Regions from separate parts of the Ovis aries genome. Here region 1 is linked to region 2. Evidence: chromatin contacts called from public Hi-C data. All regions are on one chromosome and are shown on one strand. Each heading gives the region's core, a stretch centred on a gene start, on an enhancer-like site or on the middle of the called end of the contact. The rest is flanking DNA. Distances are from core to core; before and after follow the strand shown.

Region 1 (4,689 bases), core at 1,911-4,410, 130 kb after region 2:
TTTCAGAACATTCCAGAAGAGGAGGGATTTCTAAGTCAATCTTGGGGTGAACTCTGTTCACAGGTACCCAGAGCATGTCAAACCAACAGGAGCTCTGGACACACTATAGACAGATGGAGGGACGGAGGAGTAAGAGGCTTTCTGAGCGACCCCTTCAAACGCTGAGGAAGTCACCACCCCGGGGGCCACGAGAGTCCTCTGCTGATTCCGGGCGGATTCAGGGCCGCCGCACGCCCCCTCCCAGATTTGGGAAACTGAGGCCTAGAGGGGACGGACCAACCGTGGACACACCCATGACCATGAACCCAGCCCTGCCTCCCACCTGGGACAGGACGCACTACCTTGTCCACTTGGGCGGCGCAGAGCAGGTCGCGAGCCTCCAAGAAGGAAAAGATATGCAACAGTTCATGCAACCCCAGGCGCGGTTCCATGGCGCCCGCCGCCCAGGACGCCGGGGCTTGGCCACGCCTTCGCCGCGCTTCCGCCCCCGTAGGCCGAGCCCCGCCCCCGAGGCCGAGCCCCGCCCCGTAGGCCGGGCCCCACCCCTCAAGCTGAACCTCTTTCCGCAGGCCGCGCCCCGCCCAACCCGCCGGCTTCCGGCCGGCTGGCATAATTCTTGGTCAGCCGCGGTGCTGTTACTCCTTCCAGTAATAGCACGCCGGCTCCGCTTCTGTTAGTCTTCAGCTGGCTTTTGAGCTTCCCCTTGGCACTTGCTCTTGTCCTGACAGTAGCCCAGAACCTCGCTCACCCCCTTATACGGACATTCATCTTCGTTCTGACCTTCGCCCTTGCACTGACCCTTACACTGGAACTTGTGGCGCCCCTGCACCAAGTACCTCCTGAGCCCTTGCCCTGGTGCTGGCCCGTATCCAGACCTTGTCCCTTTTCTTCAGCCTCACCCTAATCATTGCCCTTGACCTCATTAGCATCTGACATCTACCCCACCCCTATTCTTACCCTCACCTGACCCTGACACACCCTAACATTCCTTCACCCCGAATTTTGCCCTAGCCATGGCTCTCACCTTCACAGTCACCTCCACAGAGACCCCCAGCCTCCCCCTTACCCTGGCACTGGCCCTCACCTAGTGTCTCCTTTGTCATGACCCCTGCCTTGGACCTGACCCCGGACCTCACTCTGGACTTGTCATGACCATATCAAAGATCAGAGTTAGTGTAAGGGTGAGGATCATGATCTAGCTCAGTGTCAGAGCAGTTAGGGTCACAGTCAGGATGAGGGTAAGATCAGGGACAGATTCATGAAGATCAGAAATAGGGTGACTGTCCAGTTCAAGGTAAAATTCTGTCAGGTTAAGGGTTAAGATCACAAAAAGGTCAAGGTCATGTCATTGGAATCAGGTTCAAGGACAAGATCAGTGTGAAGGAAATTTTAGATCCAGGGTTAGTTTCAAGATCCAATTCAAGTTTGAGATCAGTGTGACAGTCAAGATCAAGTTGTGCCTCCATTGCAGAGGGTCAGTGAGAGGATGAATGTCAGGATAAGAAAGATGGTATTTTGGGGATGAAAGTAAAAGTTGGGTTCAGGTTGACAGTGCATGTCCAGTTCTGAGTAGGATTCAGGGTCAAGTTGAGGGTGAGGTTGATGTTCAGAATTAGAATCAGTGTTGGATTCAGGGTCAAGATCAATGTGAGGATAATGTCAGTGTCAGGGTGAGCATGACATTATGAAAGTCAAGGTCAATTAAGTCAAGGTGGGGTTCCATTTCTACTCCTGCTGGCAGGAATTAAGTTCTCCTCCAACTCTCCCTTCCCTCCCCCAATTACATTGGCCCAATCTGCATAATCCAGGACACTCTTTACATCTCATTCCTTTAATTACATTTGCAAAATCCCTTCTGTGTGTAAAACAGCACATTCATAGCTTAGGACATGGGCATTTTTAGGGTAACATTAGTCTTCTTACCACAGAGTGTCAGAGTTTGGCTTGTAGTCAAAATCAGGCTTAAGTTTCAACGTGAGGATAGGTCAAGATGGAGGTGATGATTAGGCTGAGGATCAGAGTCATCATAATCATGAAGGGCTATATCACCCTGAAGTTCAATTTCAGGGTTAAGGTCTAGGTCAAGTTCAAGGTCATGATGGGATTAGGGTGTCAGTGGTGTCAGCCAAGTGTGAGTCCATGGCAAGATGAATGTCAGAACCAGAGTCATGATCAGGTTTGGGGTGCAGACTAGTTTCAGTTTCAGCTTGAGTACAGTGCTCAGACAGTAAAGTATCTGCCTGCAATGCAGGAGACCTGAGTTCAATCCCAGGGTCAACATGAGAAACAAAGTAAGATAAATATCAATTAGATAGTCATGGTTAAGGTAAAAATGAGAGCCAAGTTCAAGGACAAGGTTAAATTTTAGGTCAAATGAGGTCAGAGTTTGGAATGAAGGTCAGAGTCAATGCAAGATCAAAGCCAGGCCAGTGGCCGGGGGTGGGGGGTGGGTGGGGAAGGGGCTGCTGAAGAACTGAGTGAAGGTGAGAGTGAGGGTATGTGCCAGGGTCAGGGTAATAGAGTCAGGTTAAATTTAAGGCTCAAGGTCAAGGCTAGGGTCTGTGTCGGGGGTGGGGGTAAGGTTTATAGAGTCTTTGTGAGCAGAACTGGCTGAGTATCAGTGATCAGGGTTTGGGTCTAGACCCACATTTATATGGAGGTGAGAGATACCAGAAATTGAGCTAGACTGAAGCTTACTTAGTCTTCAGATGTGGCTGGACAAACACGCAGAAGCCAGATCCTTAAAATACCTTTAAAGTCACATGAGACACTTAAACTCATCCTTGCAAGCAACAACTGAGTTTACTGTGCTTTACCCTCAAAGAGCCTAGAGGGCAGTGATGGTGGCAGTTAGTCACCTCTGTAACCTCAGTGCTTGCAGAAGTTTATACATATGAGCACAAAATGTATATTTTGAATAAAAAACTGCTAGTAAGTTTCTCTCACTTGTCTGTTTTTAATCTGTCCATGAACAAACAGTACACTGTCTTATTTACTATAGCCCTATGATATGTCTTGGTATGTATCTGATACGGTAAATCCTTTCATTGCTTTTCTCCTTTTCTTCTGCTTCTCCCTCCTTTTAACCTTTTCATTTCCACATATATATTTTAGAGTTGGCTTGCCAAATTATTAAATAAGAAAGACAAAAGCAAGTTCAGATTGTTTTGATATTTACTGAATTAACAAATGAATTCCAGGAATGTCTGTCTTATTTGCAAGATATCTCTGAGCGAAGAGGATAAGGTGCACCCTTATCCTGAGGGTGATGCTGGTAAACCAGTTTAAGGTGTAGAGGGTCACTACGGGGTCCCCCACTTGAGCCATCCCTGGCCCTTGCCTTCTGCCACCTCACCTCTAAAAGGAGCTCTGTTACATGAAGAACCTAGGAAGCCCCCAAGACTAAAGTAGCCATGAATGGGGCCACTTTCCAAGTGACCAGAGAGAAACAAGGATCAAGAGATGATGCCACCTCGGCCACTTCTTTCTATATGAACTATGGAAGAGGGGCGTACGTCACATAGAACTATTCAGGGTTTTTATAATAAATCTCAAAGTTGAACTAGTGTTTAATGTCTGAGAACAAAATCAAACCAAACTTTCCTTCTCACTTGGGTTTCCAACATGAGGACATGGTAAACTCAGTGCTGCCTTAGATGGTTCCACTGGGACAATCCCTGACCGGTGGAATCCCTGATGATGACAGGCATGCAGTGGAACTCACTGCTTCCTTCAGCACACAGGTGGGAGGCCGACAGCACAGGTTGAGGGCGCCCTCTGCTGGGGCTGGATGGCCTCATCATCTGGCCAGGACCAGGGCCACTGTGGTTGAAATCAGGCTGGAGCAGAGAGTGGCTTGGGTTGTCCTTGGGAGGGGCAGGAAGTTGGGGGGACAAGCCAACAGGGCCTGGCCCTGCATCTCAGCCCTCCGGGATGAAAGGCCGAATCAGCTCCGGGTTCAACAGTGACTCCTCGAGAGGCCGGTCCACGTGGAAGTCATGGACGTGCGGGGGTCCTGGGTGGGCCTTGGGTGCAGGTCCCCCTGGGCGCTGGGGGATCGGCAGCTCCGAGGGGTGGACAGGCAGGGGAGCTGTGAAGAAGTAGTGGTGCAGGAGGGCCTGAGGGGAGTGAGAAAGAGATAGCAAAAGGAAATCGGTCACTGCAGCCTTCCAGGTTCAGCTCATTTCCCTCTGTGGGAGCAGCGGGGGATATGAATACCCCGGAAGAAATTTTCTCATTCACGCATTCTCCATTCAAGATGATCCCAACAGCTCTGAGTGTTCACTGTTTCAGCACTGCTCCAAAGACAGGAGATGTAGCAGTGAACTGAACAAAGAGCTCTGCCTTCAAGTCTTCCATATAGTCAGGGGCTGGACATGATTGAGCGACTAAGCACAGCACAGCACGGGGGGGATAAACAAGAAAAAGTAAGATAAACAGTGCATCAGATGATTGGTGCTGTGGGAAAGAGAAAGTCAGAGCGTGGACAAGGAAAACTAGGGCAGCTGCAGGCCTGAAGAATGGGAGGGTAGGCCCCAAGAGGTAGCACTTGAGCAGAGATCTGAAAGCTGAATGAGTGAGGCTCTGGGACAGAAGTACACAGACCTTAGGACCTGGAGGAGGCTTGAGGTCCCACGGAGTGAGCAAGGGGAAGGGAGCTGCAGGGTCACAGACGTGACGGCCCCACGT
Region 2 (4,691 bases), core at 1,312-3,811:
TGCATACATTAAAATAAAAGTATTCATCAAATAAATTGATTAAAACATATATAAATCTTCTTCTTGGAGTTGGAACCTTCTGAGTCATATGCAGACTCAGAATCATTAATATTCCAGGCTGCTAACATCCATTCTGCAAGTTTTGAAGCATATCCAGCAGGCAATGACAATTACATCACTACTACTGCCTAGATGATGGCAAGCGTAAGATGCATACCAATTTTAGAGATAACATATGAATGAAAGAGTATGCCTTAGAATAATGAAAAAAGGGTATTATGCAGCAGCTAAAGGAGCCAAGGAAATTTCATACAGGCCACCTCGGAAAGTAGTAATTCATTCATACTGCCAAGGAAAATTAGCAAGTTACCAAAAATATATGGTGTGAGTTTATTTTCGGAAAAGCAAAACCAACCTCTATATTTCTGCAGCAGGCAATGAAAACTTGTTTAGCCCAAAGATATTCACCCCTCACTTTTACTATGTCGTTCTATACTTTGTTGTTGTTCAATCACTAAGTCGTGTCCGACTCTTTGCACCCCTTGGACTGTAGCACATCAGGCTTCCCTGTCCTTCACTATCTCCCAGAGTTTGCTCAAACTCAAATCCATTGAGTCGGTGATGCTGTCCAAGCATCTCATCCTCTGTTGTCCCCTTCTTCTCCTGCCCTCAATCTTTCCCAGCATCAGGGTCTTTTCCAGTGAGCTGGCTCTTTGCATCAGGAGGCCAAAGTGTTGGAGCTTCAGCATCAGTCCTTCCAATGAATATTCAGGGTTGATTTCCTTTAGGATTGACTGGTTTGATCTCCTTGCTGTCCAAACGACTCTCAGAAGTCTATATTTTACATGCTTAAAAAGTAAATTATTAGTATTTCCCGAGACTCCCTTGTCTTACTTTTTTTTCTTTTTTGGACACTCAGCATTCAGGGCTCTTAGTTTCCCCATGAGGGATGGAACTCCATGCTCCCTACAGTGGAAGCATGGAGTCTTAACCACATGACCACCAAAGGAAGTACCTCCAGAGTCCCTTGTTGATAGAGGGGTCATGTGGTACAGTCTGGCCAATGAGTTGTAGGCAGATGTTCCAGTCAGCTTCCTTTCCTGAATTAAAATATAAAACTTCACAAGATAGCTTTTGTCCTTTCTTGTCCAATATATGGACTCAGTTTTGGCGAAGCAGCGATCACCTTGTGACCATGAGGACAAAAGTGTGGATGGTGAAACCAAGACAGAAAGAGCCTGCTGGCTCTACACTACCTGCCCTTGGGTTTCCTTTTAAATGAGACTAAAACACTGCTTTCTTTTGCTGGTTATTCAGTTGGCAGAATAAAGTTCTAACTGCTACAAATCAGTGTAGAGATAGATTTTTAAGTATCAGAGCAAAAATGCACACTAAATTGATGAGTGGAGGTGGAAACAGAATTGGGAAGGGGACTTTCCCTTCATTTTCAGTTTTTGAATTTTTTACAGCATAAAGGTATTCACATATTACCCATTGAGCTAAAAAAATTATTTCTGTTCCTTTATGTCAGAAATGAAAGAGACTCTGACAAAAGACTCTTAAAATGGGGCAGCATCTCAGGCTGAGGTAAATGACAAGAAAGGGTCTTAAAATGGGGCAGCATCTCAGGCTGAGGTAAATGACTAAACCAAAGAAGGTTTTTCCACTGAGCTATCAGTTTACTCTTCGTTCAAAAAAGTTAATCTGGGTTGATTTATTTGTTCTTAAAGAATGCAGACTGCTTCATAGTGAGTTCCTTTTCTAAAGGCTCACAAACTTCTTTTTTAGGCAGTACTGCTTGGCTTGTGGGATCTTAGTTCCCCCGTAAGGAATCAAACCTACAGCCTCAGCAGTGGAAGTGTGGCGTCCTAACCACTGCATAGCCAGGAAATTCTCCTCACAAACTACCTTTGATATGATCCATCCTGAGTTTGTATTGGTATACAGTAAAATTCAAGATTATTAGAGTCCATTTTTCACGGTCTACTTTTTTCTCCCTTCTAAAATCAGAATATTTTCCAATCTCTAATTTCCTGTTACTTCTCACGTTCTCTGATATTTTCCAAAGATTACCAGCATAACAACTGCATACAAAAGATTCTGGCACACACAAAAAAACACATGATGATGATACTTAATGATTCTAACATTGATGATAGTGATAGCACTTACCACTTGCTGGCCGTTTCTGACAAACACTGTGCCAAGTACTTTACACGCACTGTCTGATGTCGTCTTCACAAAAGTCTTGTGAAGCCCACTACTACCAGGTCCACTTTACAGACAGAGGCAGACACTGAAGCTCGGGCAGGTAACTTACCCAAAGCCACATAGGCACGCGGTGTCAGAACACTGGGACCTTCAAAGCATCAGCTCTTGAACACCGAGCTTAGTTGGAAAAAAAGGCAATATCAGTAAAAATGTAAACTCACCAACAGATTGTCTTTGTGTACCCTGCAAATACCCACTAATCTGGCCCATCTCCTCTCTCCCGGCGGAGTCAGAGCGGACCGCCATCCGGATCCTTTCCGTATTTTCCTTATCACCTCAGTCTAAGCTACTCAGGCTCCGCCCCTACCCGGACTTTTGCACCTTCTGCGCAAGCGCACTGTAGCCCGGAACGTGCCCACTGCTCCGCGCGTCCCCGAGAGATACGGACCCGAGCCGAAGGAGCGCGCCGAGCGGGGCCGCGCCCAGAGGTGGGCGGGGCCTCCATGTAACTGGCGGAGACACGCGAGCCCAGGACTTGCGGAACGAATGGCGGGGATTATAAGGATTGTACTCTCTCGGGAGTTGCCACAAGAAGTTTCTATTGCACAAGAATTTCATCCACCCATCTATTTATTCCAGAAATATGTGTTAGTGGCTACTGAGTGCGGCTATCTACTTAGCATGAAGAATGTGCCCACAGGGCTCCCCAGCTTGAACAGATACTTGAGAACTGCAGGAGCGGGGTTCCTTGAGCCTCACCCCCCAACCCCCAACACAGGAGAATTCCTGTACTGCAGGAGGAAAAGCAGGCCCAGGTTAAGGGTTCAGATCTGCATCTACCTGGGAAATAGATCCCGCTTGTCTCTAGGCTTGCCATTCCGTGCTCTTCTCTTCTCCCAGTCACTTGTACTTACCCCATCCGCCCATATGTTAGGGTCCTGTTAATTCTGCTTTCTAGAAGCTTACACTGTTGCCGGGTTAGAACACTGCAGCATGATACAGAGGAGGAAAGGGGGCATTCAAAAGAGGAGTAAATAGCTAAAGATGGGTCTGTAGAAGGCAGACGATTAATCCTCATGCTGGTTAATCCTCACTGTGGTCCAAAGGAGCTAGATAATGATAGAACTAGTGTTCAAAATACTTGAGAAGTGTGGGCCCTTCCTCAGGGAGCTCACGATGTTTCAAGAAAGAAACAGAGGGGCAGAGAGTGGAATAAAAGAAATAAAGAGGTGGAAACAGAAGGCTGTGCTATTTACTAGGAGGAAACGAAATAAATAATGAATATAATTTTGTTCGATTGCTTATTTGTATTTTTGTGATAACTATTTTATTGCATTCCTATTTTCTCCAAAGTTGAGTCGTTTTTGAATCTGGAACAAACTGTGTTATTTTTGCATAAGCTCTTCTTTCCTCAAGGTTTGTCTCATGTCATTCCTCTGCCCTCCCTCTCAGGTTTTCCTTTCCCTGCCTTCCACCTTCCTCTAATAATTGTTTAACAAATGCTAAATTTTAGAAATGGTTTCTGCTTTAAAGCATCTTCTTTTATTTCTGGAGTCTACAGTCTTTAATTCACTAAAGAACAGTCAGCCCTTCTCTTTTTTCACTATTTGGTTAATTACTATTAATTATTTCGTAAGGTCCCAGTTCCAAAAAGCTTTTCTCCTAATTCCATTTTACAAGCAAGTGATCTAATACACTCCTTGACACTGCCATCACCTCCAAACTGCTATATCCCATATATATATCTCAATAAGTACTGTCAGTTTCACGTCCCTAAAATTTATCAAACTTTTCTTTGTCTCACTATGTCTGTCCACTACCTTAGTTTAAGCATTCATCTGAATTTCTGGTATAACCACATCCATTTCATTCTTCCCTTCCTGTTAATTCATTCTCCCCAGAGTAATTTTCTTGAGAAACAAAATCTGATCTGTCATTGGATGCCTAATACCTATCAATGGCTTACCTTTGCTTTAAGGATAAAAACCAAAATCCTTAGCAGGACTTACAATATCCTGCCAAAATCTGTACTCCCTTTGATTCTATTCTCTCCTTTGTCTATTTCACCCACTGCCTTCTTTCAGTTCTTTGAATGTGCTCTCACCTCAGGGGACTTTGCAAATGCTATTCTCTCTGCTTAGATTGTTCTTTTCCTTACTTGCAACATTAATTATTAGTCACATTTTTTCCAATATTACTGAGGAAAAAATGACAATATAGTTGTATATACTTAAAGGGTAAAATGAGATTTGATCTATTTATCAAATGATTAGAGTAATTACCAACGTGAAGATAATTAACTCATTCATCACCTCACACAACTCTTTTTTTCAGGTAAGAATGCTTGTGATGTACAGTCTCAGTAATTTTCAAGTATATAATACCAAATTATTAACTATAGTCAACATGCTTCCACATTCACACCAACAGTTGTTATCTCGTCTTTTTTAATAGCCATTTAAGGAAAGATATAAGCATCT

The links. Hi-C and Micro-C count contacts between places; a contact is called where the count stands out from the background.
Region 1: a Hi-C map of hypothalamus shows a contact between it and region 2, with 3 times the contacts expected there. The contact joins the promoter of LOC101123603 here to the promoter of MSANTD3 in region 2. A contact is called at or near these places in 11 of 16 Hi-C or Micro-C datasets (blood, hypothalamus, liver and 5 more).

What each region holds. Positions count from the first base shown.
Region 1 is chr2:22,851,620-22,856,308 of ARS-UI_Ramb_v3.0, forward strand. LOC101123603 (F-box/WD repeat-containing protein 12) reads right to left here and starts at 3,161. Exons shown (of 10, transcript XM_060409009.1): 1 at 342-3,161. The coding sequence starts at 611. It overlaps CDK20 (cyclin dependent kinase 20), which reads right to left. Exons shown (of 8, transcript XM_012115120.5): 8 at 3,157-4,118. The coding sequence ends at 3,921.
Region 2 is chr2:22,720,972-22,725,662 of ARS-UI_Ramb_v3.0, forward strand. It overlaps MSANTD3 (Myb/SANT DNA binding domain containing 3), which reads right to left and starts at 2,562. Exons shown (of 3, transcript XM_060409014.1): 1 at 2,433-2,562.